Linked DNA regions of Pan troglodytes: region 1 is linked to region 2. A link is a contact called in public Hi-C data. All regions are on one chromosome and are shown on one strand. Each heading gives the region's core, a stretch centred on a gene start, on an enhancer-like site or on the middle of the called end of the contact. The rest is flanking DNA. Distances are from core to core; before and after follow the strand shown. Region 1 holds the start of LGR6 (leucine rich repeat containing G protein-coupled receptor 6). Region 2 holds the start of SYT2 (synaptotagmin 2).

Region 1 (3,241 bases), core at 740-3,239, 520 kb after region 2:
TCAACCCAGGCAAGGGACCTTCCTTCAGCTCACCCAGAGAAAGGCTCCACAGAAGTCACATCTAAACTCTTTAGCCACAGGACCCTGTCTTCAAATGAACCAATGTCACATACTCCCAGGATAGAAAACTGCTGAAAGAGGGGCTGGCCTGTGTGTAGGGTGGGGCCGGAGCCTGCCCTGCTTTGCCAGATGCTGAGCGCCCAGGCTCTGTGCAGTTGGTACCTTTATTCCCATGATTGCCTCTGCCGTCACCTACTGCACTGTGAAGGATTCCATTTGTCCTTCTAGAAGATGGACATTATTTTTCTCTTCTCACTCCCTTACCTGGCCCACAGCCTGTGCCTTTTGGAGTGGAGGGGGACATCCCAACCTGGGGACAGGGACATTTGGAGAGGAGCCCCATGAAGAGTTGCCCTCTGGGACCCTCTACCTCCCACCAGGACACTCCCAACACTGAGCATCCTTTTAGTTCCACAAATTCTTGCTAGGCCCCTATAAAGATTCACCCAGCCTCCTCTTCCTCTAAGCTCCCATGTGCTGGAACCCCAAAGCCATAAATAAGGGGCCTCTCTCAGGCCAGAAGGAACTCTGGGATCCTAGCCCTCAGCAGAAGGCCCCAGGCTTTCCCACCTGCTCCCAGCTCCTCTGAGGAAGTTGATAGAGCCTGCAGAGCTGGGCTGGAGGAGGTTTCTTTTCCCCAGAGCGGGGCTGGGGGTGCGGGTAGGTGGCCTGGAATGTGTTCTCTCACCCTCCTCCTGCCCAGGTGGTGAGCAGCCAGAGCCCCCAGCCCTCCAGCTCTGAGGGGAAGCTCCCATGAGCCAGACAGACAGGACAGCTGCCCCCAGTAGGGTCCCCTTCACGCGCCATCTCACCCCAACTCAGATGCTAAAAATGGTTCTCTGGTTTTCAGCCTCGGCGCCTGCCCACAAATTAGTGTCTCCAACACAGCCTCTTGGGACATGACTTTAGGGAGGCCCCTGGGGGAGCCAGGAGGCCCCAGTGAAGGGAGATGGTGCTGGCAGAGTCCCTTTCTGAGGAGACAAGAGTGGATAAGGCCCCCCTCCCAGCTTCTGGGAAACCCCCTCCCCCACGAAGGCCACCCAGCCTCAGTGTGACAGCCCTGTTGTCCTCACCATGGCAGAAGAACAGACATTATTTCCACCCTACTGGGGCACGCTCCCCTCACCTCCACCTCCAGTTCTGTCAGCTTTACCCTCAGCCACCATCCCGGGCACTGCTCTGCTAGAAGAGAATGCAGCAACAGGAGATGGAGCAGCCAGCCCCGCACCCTCCCGCTCAGGATCCAGAACCCACCTCGCCAAGCCTGGGCTCCCATAGTCAGCCCACAAGCACGGAGGCCAATGGGGAAGCCAAGTCAGGGAAGCCCGGTCTCCCTGCTCGCCTGGTATTTAGTCTCAGACTCTTCTCCCCTCCCCAGTTCCGCAACGGTCAACTTGGAAGGGGGCAAACCCTCTCCGGGATGCCCATGCCCCAGGGCACCAAGCAAGCAGGTGCCCTGCTGAGGCCGGGACTGGGCGCTAGCCAGCAGCCCGCAGGACCAGGCGGGGACAGGCGGGCAGTACTCACAGGTAAGCCGTCAGGGGGTCCAGGTCCCCCGGAACGGCGGACAGCCCGAGCTCAGAGCAGTCGGCAGACAGCATGATGCCGTCCTCCTGGCAGTGGCAGGGGGCCGGGCAGGCGGTGGGCCCCGGGCCGGGCTGGGGGGCGCCGCCGGCCCTCCGGGAAGCGCACAGTGCGGCGCAAAGCCATAGCGCCCGGAGCCCCGGCGGGCTGGGCATCTCGGCGGCCGGGCTACTGGGGCACCTGGCGGCCGGGCGCGGACGCACGGGCGCGGTGGCCGCAGCTGCTTCCTCCCGGTCCCGGCGGGCTGCACCGTCGGTGGGGACCGCCCCAGGGGCTCTATTGGGCGTCAGCGGCGGCGGTGGGAGCGCCGGGACGGTGCAGTCAGAGAGGGGCAGGCATTGTTGAGCGATCTTCGTTATTCAGTTTCACAGGCTGGGCTTGGCAAGGGAGGGAGACCCAGCCGGAGGAGGAGTCAAGGAAACTTTCTACGCTGCGGCTCGCTCCCCTTCCCTCCTTCCTTCGGAGCTGGCAGGAATTTCATCCAGGAAAGAAAAAAAAAAGGAAGAAAGCAAAGAAACTCAAGCGAGCAAAGCTCAGCCCGTCAGAGACCTGCATTTGTTTGGATAGGGTGTCCCAGGGTCTTGGCCGCAGGGCTGGGGACCCTCTTGCCTTTGGGGACAGCCACGGGGTCACACGGGACCCAGAGGAGGTCTCTGAAAGAGGCCTTGGGGCTCCCATTGCCCCTCATGCCTCCACCATGTTTCACACTGCAGGAAACTGAGACCCGAGAGGCAAAATGATTTGTTCAAGGTGACACAGCTGATGGGACATCCCCAGAGCTGGAACTCATCCGCCCTCCCTGGCCTGTCTGCTAAGACAGGAGAGAGGGGAGTGAGGGGCTACCCTGGAAGAGGCCAGGCTGAGGAGGGTTCCACTGCAGGCTGGGATGACCCGACAGTGGGCAACCAGGAGCAGTCTCCTCACTGAGAGGCCGGGCCTTGACTCCAAAGAAACGGGTGTGGAGTTACACCCGCTGAGTGCACCCTGGGTGGAAATGCACTCCTGCCGCCTCTGTCAGGTTTACGGCCTGGGGACCACCTTGATCCCTGCTCCCAGGACCTCGGGAGTCTGAGGGACTGCGGGCAGCTCAGCTGGTTGTCAGAGCCCACCTCAAAGTAAGCGGATTGGTGCCACCTGGAGGCCGGGTGCTGCACCTGCAGCTCAGCCACCCTGAGGCTGGAATCCCACCAAGTGGCTGACCTGGGCCGGCCCCAGAGCCCTGGAGAGCAAAGGGCATGGTGGTTAAAACTGAGGTCAATCCCTGTTCTCTCCTTAGACCATAGTGAGCTGGCTGTGCTTCCTTCATGCAGCCTCTTGCTCTCTCTGGTCTCTCCCATGCTGAGCCAAGCCCCAGCGCAGAGCTAGAGCAGGCTGTGGGCCCCCCTCCTTCCTTTTTTCCCTATCTCCCCATGGTCCAGCCAGAGGGTATACTAGAAACCTGGGACCTCAGAGGCATCCAGGATTTCTTCCACCCTGTCCTTCCACATGCCAGGATCCTCTCATCAACACCTCTCCACTCTCCCAATAACCTCCCAGGGCTAGAGGGGCTGCATAGCTGGACCAAGAAATGAGCAGACCCTGACCCTAGGCCTCCAGT
Region 2 (3,369 bases), core at 303-2,802:
CACTGAGGCGGCAGCCACTTGCCGCCTTGCTCTGAGGCAAGCCAAACTGGGGATAGTCTCCAACTGGGGATGGTCTGCCAGTAACACCTGGTATTATTGGCACAGTGATCTGAAAAGTGCCCTCCACTGCCTCTTCTCTCCCCAAAGCCTGAATCCCACTTGTTCTTTGCATCTCCTCATATTGCATTCATTCCACCTCTCACTCACTCACCTAGTACGTATTGAAGGCTGACCTCAGGTCATGTACGGTTTTGTACCCAAAAGCGAGGCAGGATGCTACAGTCCTATTATAAAAGTTAACTCCAGGCCAAGCGCAGTGGCTCATGCTTGTAATCCCAGCACTTTGAGAGGCCGAAGTGGGTGGATCCCTTGAGGTCAGGAGTTCGAGACTAGCCTGGCCAACATGGCAAAACCCCATCTCTACTAAGAATACAAAAATTAGCCGGGTGTGGTGGCGCACGTCTGTAATCCCAGCTGCTCGGGAGGCTGAGGCGGGAGAATCCCTTCAACCCAGGAGGCAGAGGTGGCAGTGAGCCAAGATCGCGCCACTGCACACTGCACTGCAGGTTGGGTAACAGAGTGAAACTTGTCTAAAAAAAAAAAAAAACAAAAAAAAAAAGAAAAAAAAAGTTAACTCCAAAAGAGTTAAAGTGGATATTCCAATTGTGCTGTAAGGAAGTTCTGGTGCTGCCCTGGCAGCTCCTGGGTAGGTTAGGAAGGGCTCCTCTTTGCCCTTGCCACCCTTCTCTTTCTCCCAGGCTCTTCCGAAATGCCACCACTTACTGTCTGCAGCTCCTTGGTCCAACGCACCATTCAGGGACTGTTTCCCCACCTGCAAACTGCCCACGCAAAATGCCCACCTTAAAGGGATGTCTTACGTATTAAGCAAACTAACATGTGTGAACATCCTGTCTTTAATAACCAGTAGCATCCTCCTTTTCTTTCTACCGTCTTCCAGCTCCTCTCTCCTTGCCACCCTGCAGTTCTTCCTCTCCCCTCCGCCGTTCTATTTCCATAGGCCTCAGGTACCGCTGTCTTCTCTCAAGCATCCTCCTCTCTCTCACCCATCCTTTAGGCTCAGAAGCCCCCACCATCCAGGTGGCCAATATAGGTAGCGGTGACCTAAGCGGAGAGGGGAGGAGGGGAGGCTAGGGGCTCAGGGATCCCAAAATGGCCATGGGGAGGGGGGCTCCTGAGCCCAATAATTTAGCCTTGAGCTGCAGTGGGTTCGGGAAGTTGGAGAGAAGGAGCTGGCTAGAAAGGAGACCAGCCTTCTGGGGTGGGGAGTATAGAGCCCCTTTCCCGTCCGCCTTCCTGCTGGGGAAGCAGCCTCCTTGACCTTGAGCAGAAGGCGGGGGCGCCGAGCGCCTGGGGGGCTGCGCAGAAAGGACCCGTCCCGGGGGGCAGGCCCGCCCTCCGCCTCCTCCGGGCCTCCTCCGCCTCGGTCCCCGCCCTCCCGCGCCGCTTGGTCTCCTCCCCTCACTGCAGCGCTCGCCGCGCGCGCCCATCGATCAGGCCCCCTCCCTCTGCCGCCTCGGCGCAGACTGCTAAGCTCAGCAAGTCTTGCGGCAAAGGCACTTCGGAGCCGAGTTGGGGCAGCGGTGGAGCGGGGACTTCGCGCCCCAGGGGAACGGGCGCCCCTGCGAAACCGTCGCCAGCCCCGCGTCCTTGCCGTCCGACACCCCCTCACATTGGCGACCCCGGATCTCTCCCGCCTCCTTCGGGTCGCTCTCCGGTAAGTCCATACCCCCGCCGGTGGGGGCACGGACCTCCCTCTCCAAAGTTTCTCCTTTTCTGCTACTGAGTCGAGGGGCCACGGGGTGGTCTGGGTCCCGAGAGGTGAGTAGGGTTGGGGAAGTTTGAGGCCAAGGGGGCCGGGAGTCCGCCCCGTCCTTTGGGGGAGTTTGGAAGCGTCCGGATGGAAGGTTCGTCTCGGGGAGTCGGACCCGAGGGGCGAGGAGCCGGCTCCTCTGAGGGACTGGGGCTGGGCTGGGGGCAGATTTCCTCCCGCGGTCTCCCCGCGAGTTGCTGCAGAGAGGGGCGGGCCACGCGTCCCCTGCACCGGCCGGCTCTGCGCCCCCGTCCCTCTCTCTTTTCCCTGGGACGAACCCACTCGCGTCTAGCCCAGCCCCCGCCAGCCCTAGCGGTCTCCAAGGAAGATTCTTTTGCCCCAGTCTCAAGCTTCGGGGACCCCTGGCACCGCCGTCGTGGGAAGTGGGGCGGGGGGTGGGGTCTGGGCGCTGGGAGCCGGAGACCCTGGGTCAGGGAGAGGTTGGGGAGACAGACTGCAGGGGCCATCTGGAAGCAACGGGCACGAGGAGCTGGGGCAGGGGCCCAAGAAGGGGCTGGAGGCGCCCCTCCCCTCTCTCCAAATCTCATGACTCAGCACGACCTAGGACGCCCCGTCCCTGCTTCAGCTCTGTCCCCAGGGCTAGGCTCGCAGTCTGGCGGGTGCTGACAGCCCGACTCCCTTTTCTAGACTCTTCCATGTACCTTTCCCATTTGGGGTGCCCCCTTCCCCTGCCTATGCTCCTTCCCCCACCTCTGGGGGACAGGGCTTTTATTTTTCAACTAAAAAGTGGAGCTTTATCGTTTCACATCCCACTAAGCCAGGCCCCCTCATCCTGTCTCCTCCCTTTTCATCCCCACATTCCACAGGTGCCTCCAGGACACCCCCAGCCCATGGCTCGTGGGGTGTCTCCTGGCAGGGCAGTGTCCTCCCCTACCCCTGGCTGAGGTGGCGGAGTAGGTGCTCTCCCCGCAGCAGGAGAAGGGAGTGCAAGGACAGAAGAAGTGCTGGCCCAGGAGGGGCCACCGCAGTGGGGAGGGAAGGGCAGAGGCCCCGTGGGCAGGTAGTACAGGTTGGGTTAGCTTATGAGGAGGAGGAAGTCCTTAGGATCTGGGGGCGCCCAGGAAGCCAGAAAGGTGAACTGGGGTCTGACCTGGAAAGCAAAAGGGTGCCCTTCTCCCTCCCCTACTGCTGCCGCCCTGAGGGGCCTCTCCCAGGTGGAATAGATTGTCCTCCATCCAATCTATCTGGATCCCCATAACCTGGCACTTCATTAGAGGGGGTGACAGAAGCAGGGAAGCCCTTAATCCTTTCAACCATCTCTCCCTACTTAAGACTAAGTCCAGCTTTGGGGCTGCTAGAAACATCTCTGTGACCAGCAGAGGTGCTGAAAAAAGCCATGCCCAGTGCCCCTAAGGCAGGCCCGAGTGGCAGGTGGAAGGGGGCAGGGTGGCTCTGATGCAGTGGGACGTGCCTGGCATCCTGGTCCTGTGGAATGAGAGTGGTGGCCTGGCAGGCACTGCAAGCTGCAGCGTGTGTCAGGGCCCTGGGGGTGAGTCAGCGTCAGGGGTCCATGCCAG

Evidence for each region. A called contact is a pair of places that touch in the nucleus more often than the background predicts.
Region 1: a contact with region 2 is called in a Hi-C map of stem cell-derived neural progenitor cells, with 5 times the contacts expected there. The contact joins the promoter of LGR6 here to the promoter of SYT2 in region 2. A contact is called at or near these places in 2 of 7 Hi-C or Micro-C datasets (induced pluripotent stem cells and stem cell-derived neural progenitor cells).

The regions. Positions count from the first base shown.
Region 1 is chr1:46,903,564-46,906,804 of NHGRI_mPanTro3-v2.0_pri, forward strand. LGR6 (leucine rich repeat containing G protein-coupled receptor 6) reads right to left here and starts at 1,990. Exons shown (of 18, transcript XM_016935790.4): 1 at 1,588-1,990. The coding sequence starts at 1,799.
Region 2 is chr1:46,385,201-46,388,569 of NHGRI_mPanTro3-v2.0_pri, forward strand. It overlaps SYT2 (synaptotagmin 2), which reads left to right and starts at 1,553. Exons shown (of 9, transcript XM_016935938.4): 1 at 1,553-1,735.